Linked DNA regions of Mus musculus: region 1 is linked to region 2. A link is a contact called in public HiChIP or PLAC-seq data. All regions are on one chromosome and are shown on one strand. The core of a region is the stretch at or near the end of the contact, and the rest is flanking DNA. Distances in the headings are between cores, read along the strand shown. Region 1 has its middle 9.2 kb from the start of Gm36031. Region 2 overlaps LOC108168726.

Region 1 (7,266 bases), core at 1,104-3,603, 180 kb before region 2:
TTCCTGACCTGCTTGAGTTCCAGTCCTGACTTCCTCTGGTGATCAACAGCAGTATGGAAGTGTAAGCTAAATAAACCCTTTCCTCCCCAACTTGCTTCTTGGTCATGATGCTTGTGCAGGAATAGAAACCCTGACTAAGACAGTGACCTAAAGTCAGTGAAAAAAACAATACTGTGCATAATTAGTACATGACTTCCTAGATCTGTTTCTATGCAGAAGGGTGATTGAGTGCATCTGACTTCTGTCTCTCTGATATCTTACCGTTCAAATACTTTTTCCTGTGCCCTCTCATTTATTCAGCAAGTCCTGACAGTTCAAAGTCTATGTGTGTTTCTAAGACTCTCCCCATGTGCCGAGGGGGTACACATGTCCATGAAGGATCTCTAACATTCATGATGGGGCATGGCAGTAGGGTTGGCTCCCAGGGAAGAGGGCATAAGCACTGTGTGCACGTTAGAAGTAGCAGTGTTAATGGGGTATTTGAGCGGGGTCATAGGCCCAGGAAGGAGTGGAAAGGCCAGAGTGCCAGCTGTGTAGAGAAGGCTACAGATGCAGACAGCTATATGGCAGTTGTGGCAGAGAGGCTCGGGGATGTCTTCTGCAGCTGGGTAGACCTGGATTTGAACTGTTTGACTAAGAGTGTTATGGTCTTCATATGAACAGTTCTCCCAGGAGTCCACATGTTCAAGATTTCTCCCTCAGCTGGCAGGGCTCCTTATGGAGACTGTGGAAACTATGGGAGACCAATTCAAGTTAGAGAAAGTGGGTCACGGAGGGCGTATCTCTGATGGTTCTAACTTGTCCCCAGTTCTTTGTCCCCTCTCTGCTTCCCATCCACCATGAGATAAGTAGTCTCTAGCACAGTGTGGTGGTTTGAATATGCTTGGCCCATGGGAAGTGGCACTTTTAGGAAGAAGTGTATTACTATGGGGATGGACTTTGGGGACTCCTCCTATGCTAAGGCTCTGCCCAATGCAGAAGACAGTCTCTCCTGACTGCTTTCAAATCAAGACTCTCAGCTCCGTCTCCAGCACCACATCTACTTGGATGCTGCCATGCTTCCTGCAATGATGATAATGGATTGAACCTCTGAAACTGTAAGCCAACCCCAATTAAATATTTGCTTTCATAAGACTTGCCTTGGCCATAGTGTCTTTTCATAGCAACAAGACCCAAACTAAGACACACAGGTTCCTGTTGGCATAATGTTCTACCCCACCAGCTGGGAATCGAATAGAGCTGGGAACCCTAATCTGAGACATCTGAAACTGAACCAAAGCCACGCTTTCTCCTTGAAGATGTCCCTTGACGTTATTGTTATAGCTCCACGATTATAACAGGCATAAGGCTCATGTCCTGGGAAGCTATAACAATTATCCAATAAAACACTTAGCACAATGTCTAACCTGTGGTAAAGGTTGTCTACTACCATTTCAGAAACCCAGAAGTAGCTTGGTAGAGCAGACCAGTTTGAATAGGACCAAAGTTTCCATGATAGGCAGACTGGCCTTCAACGTAGTGACAAATTTGAAGTGAGGCCATCATAAGCGGAGATCTGTGTTTCAGGAAATGACTCTCATACAGTAAAAGAAGAGAGACAGCGGATGGGGGCAATCAGTCTCCCGTGAATCACTGCAAGGTATGGGTGTGTGGGGTGCCCCTCCCCATGCACCATCTGTTTCCTCTGCAGACTGACACTCCCCTTCCTCCTAAAAGCTCACTCGCTGGATGAATGAATGAGTAAATGAATGAGTAAAACTCATTCTTCCAAACAGATGGAGGCCATTTTATAGCCTGCCAGGAAAACTGAAGGTCAGGAAGCTCAGACGCTGTCCCCTGCCTCATAGTAAACAGCAGCCCTGAGATTCATACAGTGGACTCTTCTGGAGGCAGAAACTGGATACCACACGGACAGGTTTAAACAACACTTACTATTCATTCAGTAAATACCTCAGCCAGACAAGAGCAGAAAACTAGGGGCCTGGGGTGGTGAGGAGACGAAGACCAGTAAGGAAAATAATAACACCACCAACAAACTAACACACGTGGATTATTATTCTAGCTAAAAAATATTTTAAAAGTTCCACTGGATCCCAGTAGGTGGCAGCATCCGGCATCATTTTAAGGCCATTGCAAACAGGTTCAACCACCTGCGCTGAGGGTCTGTATGGGCTAGGTCCTAGCTAGGAGTCGGTTTTATTACTTTATTTAAGCCTCATTCACAATCACTTATAACGATAGGTATGAGCGTCCTAGGCTAAAGGATCAAACTCAGAGCTGCTGAGTCCTGATGTCAAAAGCCGGCACAGGGAGGGAGACCTAACGCTGCGCTGCGCTGTGTCCCTGGGAGAGCTCGCTTCCTACAAGCTACTTACTCTCATTCACCCCCTGCGCTGACTCCTTCTGGACCAAGTTGCCTGCTGTGTGTGCCTTGCTTCCTGACCCTCCACCTTCAGTGTGACTGGCCCAGTCCTCTGCGCACTGCTGAAAAACAACATTCACTAGACTTCCGGTTGGGCTTCGGTTGAGCATCTATTGTTTAACAGGAAATGAAGGGATGGAGCTGGAACTCAGTCATGGAGTTCTCACCCAACATGTGAGAAGCACAAGTTCAAGTTCCAATATTGCCAAAAAGGAAACTATTTATTGAGCAACTACTCATGCCAGGACTTTCATGAAAAACACCAACTTCCAGCCCCGACAGAATTCACCCCTCAAACATTCTCCTCTTGTTCTAGGTTCCTCTGGCTTCCCAAATGACTTTGCAAGGCATGGCCTGGCTCTGACCTGGCCTTAAAGCTTTCCTTCCTGTGCCAACAGGACTGTCCTGATTGACTGCTCCCACAAAATGAGGAGGGGTCAGCATGTCTCTGCCTTGAACCATGGCTTCGGTGTGCTTTCTCTAAGTGAGGGCACAGTGGAGTGTTAGCCCACAAAATGGTGCTTGAAGTTCTTAAGGCCAATGTGGACAGACTTTCAGAAGAGGAATCTGGAGACAGACATCTGAGTTTAAGATCATACAAGTTACTGCTGGATCTGTAATCTGTTGGTGACATGGGCTCTGCAGTCCTTCATGGCATAGGATTCCGGTGACAGAGCCCTGCCTAGCTTGAACAGCATAGAAACAAAACATAGATAAATACGAGAATGGTAACTACTTATGCTTATTAACCACCTCACACATAACCCGGGGAGGCGAACACTGCTCCGTCTACCCCAGTGAAGTCTGCTTGGCAGGCCGAGAGGCCTGGGAGCACTCACGAGGCAGGGAGTTTCAAGGAAACTCAACCTCCTGGAACCTTGGCATTCTCATAACCCGTGTACTCATACCCTATCCCCGTGTTAGTCTGATGTATGGATCCATGTGCTCTCTTTCAGTATTATCTTATTATAAGTGCCTTTAAAGATTGAATTCTGACATAGGTAAGCCTCCACCAGTGTTCCAACGTCCTAGAAAATCCTTGAAGCCAACGAACTAACGAGCTTGGAATTCAGTAGGAATTCAGTGAAAAGGTTACCTATTCAGTAACATTCAAATTTACTTCTAGTAGAGATTTGAAAGTAGGCATTACAAAGAAGAAGCTAGAATAGCTCAGGGCTGGTCTGCAGAGTGATTACTTAGGACAGTAGCCAGTCTCACCCAAACAAGGGAATACACAATGACCTAGCTAATAGGTGGGTTTACCATGTAAGAGGTAGGGAATCCCACTGAGACTGGAATCTTCACTACAACCAGGTATAACAGGCTACATTTCATATTAGAAGAAAGTTGGTGAATTCTTCTGACAAATGGAGATTCCCTACAAATACTTAAAAGAACAGCCAAGTTACACTCATACAAGAATTTATCAAGGCCTAGGAAATAGGAGGTTTGTGGTATTGCATTAATCATGAGAAGGTCTGCTAGAGCAGAAACCCCTGGTGCTAGCTTTCACAAGGCTCAAAGGAGTAGCACAAAGTGTGACTAGGGTGTGAAATCCTTAGCTGTCATTAGCTGACCCTAGGCAGGGCTGTTTTATCTTTACTGTAAATATTACCTGGTTCCTGTAAGTCCTTTTGGAGTCATTCCAGGTAACTTCAATGTCAGGTAACTTCAATGTACTTTGCCAGCCGTGACATCCTACCCCTTTGTTTTCTGTATTATATAAGACTGGTGTTCACTTTGTGACAATACACTCAGATTCTACACACTCTCTTGTGTCGCTTCTGTTTGTCATTTGCTGACTCCTTGCTCACCTGCAACTAGAGACCTGTTCCACGCAGACAGGAGACCCAAATAAGGGGTTAGTCTGCGGCAGAATACAATCATTATGACCATTTTATAGATGAGGAAACTGAGGCCAGAGAATTCTCCAGTATTACAAAAGCAAAAAGGTGGTAAAACTAATATAAGATTCTCTGAGTCCAGAGAGAGTTCCTAAGCTTATTCTACTGTGCACTCACTCTCCATCCCCAAATTCTAACACCCAAAATGAACTCCATCTGAAACTGTTTATGGGAAACACCAGAGCCTCCTGTTACACATGCGAATACATACATATGCATGTGTGCACACATAAACACATCCATATACATATAGACACACAGGAGAGAGAGAGAGTGAGAGAGAGAGAGACAGAGAGAGACAGAGAGACAGAGAGACAGAGACAGAGAGAGACAGAGAGAGAGAGAGAGAGAGAGAGAGAGAGAGACTTGTCCTGATCCAACATCTGGAGATGACAAGCCAGAGATAAGCTGGTCTTGGATATCAGCTGCTCTTGGCTGCTGCCCTTGGCCCCTGCTCCTGGCTTACTGGATTTTGCTCTCCCACAAAATTCATGCATGTGTGTGGTGAGTTCACATGGGAAGAGGGCAAGACTTTGGTACTTTTCTATGACAGCCAACTTTGAGCTTTCCTCACAATCTCATGGGAAAATCTCAGCTGCCCTTCTGTGCCTGCCTGTCACCCAGGATGACACACGAGGGGCTCTTTCCATGGCAAGGATTCTTTCTCACCTGTGAGAATTTTCTCCATTCGTTCTTATTTTTGATCCCCATGACCATAGTTCCAGAGAGAAGAGCATCAGGGGAGAGGAATGTATTTTAGCCACAGTCGAAGAGGTTTCACTCCACCATGGTGGGGACAACAAGGCAGGCCACCTCATATCAGGGTACACGGGAAACATGATGAGACAGGAAAGGAAAGGCTCAGGGCTCTATGGAGCCCCATGCCTCCAACTAAACTCCACCTCCCAGGGGTCTACTTAAAACTGAATCCGTCAATGAATTAAACTAGTAACTAGATCAGAGCCCTCATGACCTAATTGGCTATCCAGAGGTAGGCTTTATGAGTATCCTGGGTGTCCCTCAATCCAGCTAAACTAACCATCAACTACCCCTTCTCTATCTGTATGCTGGCTGACATGTAATAAGTGCTGAATAAACATTTGTTCACACAAGAGAAGGTATGAACTCAGCCTTGGGAGAGAAGAGGCAGGTTGGGTCTCTATTTCCAAAGATGTCTGCTCCTCAAATCCCTGTTCTCTGTCATGGCTCACCACCACCACCATGTGTCTGCGTTTATGCCTCTTCCCTTCTTTGTCAGCTGAAGGCATACGTGGCAATGCATATCCAAAGCCAGAGCTGTCATGTACAGAGTAAGATGGTAAGAGAAACACGGCCACTCAGCAGAGACAACAACCCTTGACAAACAGGCTACGGTGATCCTGGAAAGAAGCAGGCTCCTGGGGGATGAACGGAAGAGTTTTAATTTGGCTAAAGTGCTTTGCATTAGTACCACCCCAGAGCCTACAGAAAAGAAACTCACTGGAGAATGGTGATTTACGATCAACTTAGGCATCCCTCATTTCACTGTGCAAGAAGAGAAAGATGGGAGGGAAAATCTTTTTAAAATTTACTTTTTAAACCATCCTGAATCAATATGAATCAATAGGTATCAATATGACATTTACAAACAGTGTCATATTAGTGGATTCTTGTCTCCTCTTATCTGCTCCATCTCTCTGCCCCACAACTTGTATCTTCCCTCTCCTTTCTGCTTTTATATCATGCGTATCTCTCTGCCTGTTTAACATTCTTTTTCTTTTTAACCTCCTTTTTGTTTTCCGAAAATTAAAAACAGAATTACACCATGGCTCAGGTACACCACTCCTAGGCAGATACCCAAAGGAACCTGTGTCTGCCTAGAGACATGTTCCTTGCTGCTCTTCTCACAACAGGAAGGAGATGGAAAGAGCCAGGATGTCCATCTACAGGTGAGCAGACATAGAAACATGGTATACACACACAGTGGAATTTTATTCAGCTTTAACGAAAAGCAAAAGTACGAAACCGGAAGGAAAGTGGGGCGATCTGGAAAGTATTACACCAAATGAGGTGACCTAAACTCAGAAAGACAAAATATTCGTGTTCTCTCTCATATGCAGCTCCCACCTGTGTGTGTGTGTGTGTGTGTGTGTGTGTGTGTGTGTGTATGTGTGTGTGTGTGTGTGTGTGTGTGTGTGTGTGTGTGTAAATGTAGGTAAAACCTAAAAAAAATTAGGAATGAGAGAACCTCAGCAAATGGTACTAAGAATGAGGCAAGAGGTATCTTAGCCAAATGATACCCAAGTGGAAGGAAATAGCCGCACTTGAGACAATACAAGTCTTTATTGTACATTAAGCTTCCATGCATAAAAACTCAAATGAAGGGTTGTGGATATGTCTCAGCAAATAAGAGGGCTTGTGGAGCAGGAGAGTCTGAGTTCAAATCCCCAGAGCATACATAAGAAGTTGGGTGTGGCTGCCTGTGCACCTGTTGTTACCCCAGAGCTGTGGGGGACACAGGAGGCCTCCTGGCTTTGCCAGCTGCCAACCAGGCTGTGTTAGTTAGGGTTTTACTGCTGTGAACAGACACCATGACCAAGACAACATTTGTTTGGGGTTGGCTTACAAGTTCAGTCGATTATCATCAAGACAGGAACATGGCAGTATCTCAACGGGCAGGAGGCAGGCAGAGCTGAGAGTTCTACATCTTCATCTGAAGGCTGCTAGCAGAATACTGCCTTCCAGGCACCTAGGATGAGGGTCTTAAAGCCACACCCACAGTGACACACCTACTCCAACAGGACCACACCTTCTAATAGCGCCATTCCCTGGGCGGAGCATATATACACCCTAACACTAGCTCTAGGTTCAGTGAAAAACCCTGCCTTAAGGAAATAAAGCAGAATGTAATAGAGCCATCTGATGTCCTCCTCCCTTGATGCATTCTCTCTCATACACATA
Region 2 (7,426 bases), core at 2,178-4,677:
TGTAATGGCTGTGGTGCACTGGGTAATGTGAACTCTAAGACTGTGTATGTCTAGTCCCTTGTCCACTGAAATACTATGCTTCACATGACCTTATATACAAAATTGGAAAGGAAAAAACAAATAGGTGTTACCGTAGCCTTGAAGGCAGGTGTGAGGAATCAAATGGGTGGGGAACAGGAGAATTTTAAAGCAGCTAAATTATCCAACACAATCCCATGAATTTACATTGTGTTGCTATCAAAAGCACACAGAAGAGGGCTCAATAGATGGCTGATGGCCCAGATGTTAAGAGTACATACCACTACTGTAGAGGACCTGAGCTCAGCTTCTAAGACATCTGCCTATAACTTCAGCTATAGAGGATCCAGTGCCCTTTTCTAGCTTCTGAGAGTGCTATACTCTGTATACAAACCCACACGCGGACTCATATGCAACTAAAAAATCCCACCCAGAGAAGCTTTTGACAATTGGGTTACTGGGGGAGGTCGAGTCAGTTTTCCTTGGGAATGTGGGCTGTTGGACTAGTAGGTGCTCCTATACCCACAAGCACACATAGGCAGCACTATGTGGACTCAGTGAGTTGTTCTTTGTTTCTAAGAGCCATGAAATTGGTAGGTGAAAGGTATGTAGTGGATATATAAAGAAGGAGTCAGAAGAAAGATAATAGCGATAGATTAATCAAAACACATTAAATTCAGGGATAAAATTCCCAAAACAATCAAAAAGAGATTTAAAAAAAAAACAACTTTTTTGAAGACTAGACACAGAAAATAGGCTCCTCCGAGTGAGTTCTAAAACAGTCTGGACTTTAGCCAGCCCTACTGTATCTGCACTGCTCATGGATCATTACGGGAAACGTACCCTCTGTTCACTCAAGATTTCTCTAAAAGTCTATACATTTAAAGAACTTACAGAGGAATCCATAAACAGTACTGAAGCCTAGGCCCCACCTCAGATTCTGATTAGTTTCTAGTGGCCACATGGGTTCTCCTGAGGAAGTCTGATGCTTAAATTCACAAATTATTGACAAAGAGTATGAAATCCCTACCAACACCCACTTCTGTGTTTACCGAGTTAAGAAACAAGACTTTGAACCCTTAGTTGGTCAGCATTACCTAAGCGCACAGACTCGGGCTGGAGAGGTGGCTTAGTGACTGCAACACTTACCTTGCAAGTTTGAGAACTGGAGTTTGGGTCCCTAGCACTCATTTAAATGCCTGTCTAGCATGATAGACCACCTGTAACCCCAGCATTTGGGGAGGTAAGTCAGAGGACCCTTAAGACAAGCTGGCTAGGTTAAGATTAGCAAGGTCCAAGAGCTCTGGCTTTCTGCAAGATCGTGCCTTAGACAATGAAGTTGAAAGTGTTATCTCAGAAGACACCCATCGACAACCTCTGGCCTACACAAACATGTGCACATGCACACAGAACAGAAAAATGTACAACCATAATACATACACACTTATGCAGAGCTCCACAGACTTATTTTACTAATAAAAGGTCAAAGAAGTACAAATGAAATGACTAGAAGCTAAGATCATTGGCACAGGATCTAAGGTTTAATGAGTTACCTAACTGGTCGCAACATTGCTGAAAAAGGCTTAGGGTGCAAAACTGTCAGAGATGCTGAGGGGTGTGTGTGTGTGTGTGTGTGTGTGTGTGTGTGTGTGTGTGTGTGTATGTGTGTGTGTGCATGCTCGCATACCTTGAAGTTATTTTTATTGGCGTGATCAGAAAGAACTTGAACCCAAGTAAGGGTTTGTTTGGCAATCTTGCTTTAAGCAATTTCCTTAAGAGCGGTGGTCACTAAAAACTGTGTTCAGTGGGCATCTTAGGGAAGTGGTTCCCAACCTGTGGGTCACAACATGAGGAACTGTATTAAAGGGCCACCGCATTAGGAAGGTTGAGAACCACAGCCTCAAGGCTTCCTATCTTTTTCCTGCACTTTCTTTCCTGTCTTCTGGATTTCTGCTACAGCCCAGTCCTAGGAAATGGAGTTTCAGGGTGGTCTTGTTTCTCCATGTCATCTCCCCAACACCAATCCCCTGCTATGATTTGCCTCAGTGTACAGGTTTAGGGTTTCATTACAATCCATGTTCTCACCTGGCTAATTGGGTTAAGCAAACCACATTAGGGTAATGGAAGATAATGGATTATTGTGTTACCCTTCTCTGCAACTGACAACATGCATCAAATGTCTGCACAATGCTTCTGTCCATGGCCCAGGGATTCCACAGAAGTCTGCAAGCTTTCTCTATAAGTGTGTTTGCTTTATAGTATGGACAGTGTAACACAGAAAGCAGGTGATTCCTCACACAAAAAGGTTACTGTAATCATGCGCCATTCTGGCTCCAAGGTGAGGGTTGAGGGTGCCCACTGAAATACAGAGGGCAGGGCTCATGCTGATCCCTTGCTGTTTCTACAATGAGAAAGTGGGGTACAGGGAAAGTCAGGCTTCATGCTGGTTTTCCCTGTTCCATATCAACTCTTTGGAAACACAACATGTTAAAAGTTAAAAAAAAAAAAGAAGAAGAAGAAGAAGAAAGGAAGGAAGAAAGGAGGAGAGGGAGAGGGAGGGAGGAAGGAAGGAAGGAAGGAAGGAAGGAAGGAGCACATCCCAGGACCAAGAATCTGAGGCAAGTAGATCTCTGTAAGTTCAAGGTCAGCCTGTTCGATAATGAGTTCCAGGCCGACTAGCTCTACATAATGAAACCCTCTATGGGAGGAAGGAAAAGAGGAAAGAAGGAAGGAAGGAAGGAAGGAAGGAAGGAAGGAAGGAAGGAAGGAATTAAAAAGAGGAAGAAATGATGGTGGAGAAGAAGGAAGGGGAAGAGGGGTGAGGAAGGGAGGGGAGGGAAGAAGAAAAGAGGAAATGATGGCTGGTAGAGATCTTGACTCAGAATGAATTAGTAGCTAGAATTTTAAAACAAGATAAAAGTGGCTGGGACTATAAAACCCAGGCTAGGGTGGCTCAAAAATCCCTTCTGTCACACCTCAGTGGTCTATGACATCCAGCCTGGCGGTCTTTGATAGAAGGCAGAGGAAATTCAGATGGTGTCACAGGGAACTCACAGCCTTGAACCAGCACCACAATCCTACCTGAACATCAGACTCACTCCCAGGATGGGGAGTTGGGGAAAATAAGGCAAATTTGAAACATTGAACATTTATCCAAACAAACCGACTTTAAAGACTATTTTGACTGCAAAAATCTGGGAAATGTTTCCTTTCCATCTCAAAATAGTGTTAGAGGTCAGAGGAATACGATTATAGCAGTCCTTGAAAATAAACTCTGTTTTATGACTTCTCCTTGGTAGATATGTTCACGACAGACCAAAGAACTGATTCTGTCCAAGTCCAGGGAAGTGATGAGTCTGTTGGGTTAACTTTCAGGAAAATGAGTAAGGAGTTACTCACAAGAAGATGGGTGACTCGAAGACAACCGCAGCACCTAAAAGGCTGGCTGATAACTCACAACAGCTGAGGCCCTAGAGCTCTGTCCTGCAGGCAGCTCCACAAAAGATTAGCATCGTCTTGAACAACTGTGAAGGGTTCCCTGATAGGCCCGACACAGCAAGCATGGAGTTGGCAGGTCTTCTCTTTTCCCCTTCCCTCTTCCGTGCTAATCAGTCAAGATTCCATTCCTAAAGCTAGCCCCCAAGGTCCATTTCCTTATTTTGGCCACTTCCTTATTCCTAACACTCCAAGGTCCAGCTATCAAGATTCATATTTTGATTATACTGGCTAAACAGGACTTACAAACTTACCCTAGCACAGACTTCCCTTTTCTCCTTAAAAAACTCACTGCTTGAAAAAACAAACAAACAAACAAACAACAACAACCCTGCTGCTTGCTGTCTGCTTGCTGTCTGCCTTTGCCTGTCCCAGAGGCAGAGCCCAAACTTGTACCAACTGCCCTGCTTGCCTCTCCAGGGTAATAAATCTCACTTGTGCTTAGAACTTGGTGGCTGGAAGTATTCTGAGCTGCTGAAGTATAGATCAGTATCATCCCTTCAAACCATGTGCTACTTTTATAAACTTAGGGCATACCCTTGTGAATCCTGTTACCTTCATGGAGTTCCTGAACTTCCTAAACTTCCTGAGCTTCCTGGAAGGGATCCTTTTGGCTTCCTGGTACTTCTGCACCTTCACCCTCCTTCCACAAAGGAGTGCTTCACTTTGGAGGAACTAGCTATAAATTCCTCTCTCTTCCTTCAATTGAGGGGTGCAGTGTTACATTTCCATGGTCATCAGATTATTCACACATGTGGCCAAGTTCTTCCTCAAGAGTGAATGAAGGATCCTTTCACAGAGCTAAACCAGAGAAAAGACCGGCAACCATTGCTGATGGATGGTTACAGTAGGAAGGCCTCTGTGTGCCCATCATCCGACTGTAACATCATAAATAAGTAGGCACACCCTAGAATTCCCAGTCTCTGTTTTTGCCTCTTCTCTTAAGGGTGAAAGCTAGGACCAACAGACACTTGACATGGCTTTGGACACAAGAGAAAAGGGAGACATGGGACTCAAAAAGACCCAGATGATCTAAGGAATCAGATGTGGGGAAATATTAAAGATTTGGTAATACCTTCAGGGAGAAGTCTCAAACCAAGGAGAGGTGACCTACCAATAAACAACCAACTGAAGAGCACCTTTAGAAAATAAAAGTCGTTGAAGTTAAAATTAAATGGGGAGATTAAAAGAAAAAAATAAGAAATAAGAGAAAGGGATAGAGAAGAGAGGAGAAGAGACGAAGACAAAGATTTGGTAGGTCATCTAACACTGAGCTAGATGCTTCCTGTGCGGACTGTTCAGAATGGTAGTGAAGACTCTGGCTTCCCCATGGGTCACTTCTTGGCTCACTGGTAGAAGGAGGCCCTTGTCCCCCATTGTATGTGTCTCTCCAAGAGCTGGCTGTGTGTTCTCCTGACCCAGCAGCTGGCCTCTCCCAGAGAAAGCAGTCTGAGAGAGAGCAGAGAGAAAGACTTCATGTTTTGTGCTATCGTCTGATATATGTAAAATATCAGGTCTGGCCCAAGGAGAAGGGTCAAGAAAGATTTCACTGTAGGGAGTCAGCTCACAATGGTGCCAGACGCCTAATGTGCTAAGGTAGGAAGAGTAGAAAATCTGGAATCAAAAAAATCAGGGTTTGACTCTTGGCTCCTCTACAGACCATTTAACCCCTTCCGTGGTTTCCTTCTCTGTAAAGTGTGGTGCACCTGTCATTGCTCACAACTCCTTTGAATGCAGATTATTTAAAAATGACTGTTCATGGAGACACCAGTAAATCGCAGTTGTCATTAATACTGAGAAGGCTTTTGGTACAGTATGTGGTTTATCCTGCAGATCTGGCAAACCAGAATTCAGCAAGATCCACTTAACAGTCCCAGGAACAGACAGCTAAGCAATTGGAACACAGTGCCCTGTCACTTTTGAATGACAAATGAGTGTTTGCTTATAGTCCAGAGAAATCTGGAATGCAAATTTTAGGAACTTAGAGGAGATGGAGAGCTAAGAAAAGCCTGTTGTAATTTTGATTTCTAGCTTTTTTTTTTTTTTTTTTTTTTTGAAGCCTTTGCCCAAATCCAGGAAAACAAACACATTGGAGCGTCCAGTCTCACAGTCTCATCAACGGCCTGAATTAGTGAGTGTTGAGACGAGGCAGCCTCACATCAAGACTTCGCTAATAGTACAGCATCCAGGGGAAGCAGATGCCATATGAAGAAGTGAGTCTCCCTGGGTGTGGTGGCTCACTTGTACCCCACATCTGGGGAAGAGGAGCCGGAGGTTGTTCTGACAAGCACGTCATGAGACCCTATCCCAAGACGCAAAGAATGCATCCCTTATTTATCGTCTACCTGCCTTCTATAAAGCAGGTGCTATAACTACGAACACCCTGTGGGACGGCTCCCTACTGATCTTACTAACTGTGGCTACAGTTGAATAAGAAATAAAATAAAATAAAATGAGTCCAATGCTGACCATTAGGCATCAATTTGTTTTAGCATCTAACATCTCCCTCCTTCAGCTTTTCTTACTTTTGACAAACTTTAAATACTTACTTAGAACTGATCTATAGTAAATATCCCAGAGTCGTTTTTAAGGAATAAAAACCAAATCGATACCTCACAAAAGTGCTTCATAACCTTGCATAGGGGTCCATGTTAACTGGAGATGTTACTAATGCTAACATTTATGTATAACTTTATGCAGGAATATATTACAGTGATATGTGCTTACATGACTCTTCCTTGCCCACAGAGGAGTTATCTATCCTTTAATTATATACTGCTCACGTGCCTATGATATGTCACACACTGGGCACAAACACAACACAAACACAAAACATTCCTTAGCAATATGGAGGTCACAGAGGCTAGTGGTCTGCTTATACAGGCTTTCTATATGTACATATGGCTTATCTACTAGTGTGACATTAAAAAAAAAAACATCTCTACTGTAGCAATGATCAGCACTAGCCGCTGTCTAAAGTGTGCACCCACAATTTTGCTTGTAAGAAGAGAACATTTTCTAGCAGGACTTTAGATCAGAGTCTTCAAAGTGTAAGACCAAAAGTCAATCTGTAAGCCCCACCTGCCCAAGGACCAGGTAACTTCCTGGAATGCTGGGAGTTGTAGTTCTTGAAAAATAACACCACATTGGAAAATGCCATGGCCAAATAGTTTTGTCCTTAATAAAACCCTACAATATGTGTCACATTGCCACTCATAGGAATTCCAGAGAGTGGTCCTGACCAAAGTTCCTCCTGGTCAGGAATTAAAGCTTGCTTCAAATTTGGCTCAGAATTGTGGAACTGGTTTTTCTCTTGCAAATCTCAGGAATAACAGAAGGTAAAAAACCAGACCCAAGCAAACTTTATACAAATCCCCCAGAGCCCAGTCACAGAACACGCAAGAAGAAAGCCGAGGGAGAGCAGAAACCTATGCCCCAGGAAAAGTGATGTGCCCAGGCCATGAGACTCCACTGTCTTCTGCGGCACAGTCACTGGTTGCAAGACAGAATAAGAGCCTTTCTAGATCTCATTTGGGATAAAGCTAGAAAATAAACGTTTGCAGAGTCACCCATAAAGCTCCCTTAACTTCAAAAGACTGCAAGAGAGCAGCATCCCTTGAATTCCATGTCAGAGTCAGACACGCAGGATTCAGATTTCATGAACATAAACACAACCCCACGGGGGAAGAGAAGCGGCACCTGAGGGCCAGATGCCCTCGGGGGAAGCCATGTGTTTATAAACTCTCGAGCCTGCAGGAACTGTTGAGGCCCTCAACTCCCCCACCCCAGTCTCTCATCCATCTCACGGCAGAGCCAGGTTAACGAGGATGGTTTGAGAGCTTGGCTGGTTTCAGAAAAACTAGACTCTACTTGCAATCAGAGACACAGGGAGTCATATCGGAGGGGAACAGAA

Evidence for each region. HiChIP or PLAC-seq counts read pairs in DNA pulled down with a chosen protein or histone mark.
Region 1: a contact with region 2 is called in an H3K4me3 HiChIP or PLAC-seq map of bone marrow-derived macrophages, with 5 times the contacts expected there. The contact joins two enhancer-like sites. A contact is called at or near these places in 2 of 15 datasets of contacts at CTCF or cohesin (embryonic stem cells and large pre-B cells), 7 of 484 Hi-C or Micro-C datasets (the HL-1 cell line, the HPC-7 cell line, effector CD8 T cells and 2 more), 1 of 115 datasets of contacts at active chromatin or transcription factors (bone marrow-derived macrophages) and 2 of 9 other capture datasets (adipose tissue and liver).

What each region holds. Positions count from the first base shown.
Region 1 is chr2:3,795,053-3,802,318 of GRCm38.p6, reverse strand. No RefSeq gene overlaps it. Among named protein-coding and RNA genes, the nearest start is that of Gm36031, 9.2 kb to the left of the region's middle. Within about 2 kb of position 2,353, at least 59 of the 459 cell types and tissues checked have an H3K27ac peak or open chromatin away from gene starts, as enhancers often do. A contact at or near this core is called in bone marrow-derived macrophages, where this site is marked.
Region 2 is chr2:3,617,807-3,625,232 of GRCm38.p6, reverse strand. All of the region lies in intron 1 of LOC108168726, which reads right to left. Among named protein-coding and RNA genes, the nearest start is that of Fam107b, 92 kb to the left of the region's middle. Within about 2 kb of position 3,427, at least 12 of the 459 cell types and tissues checked have an H3K27ac peak or open chromatin away from gene starts, as enhancers often do. A contact at or near this core is called in bone marrow-derived macrophages, where this site is marked.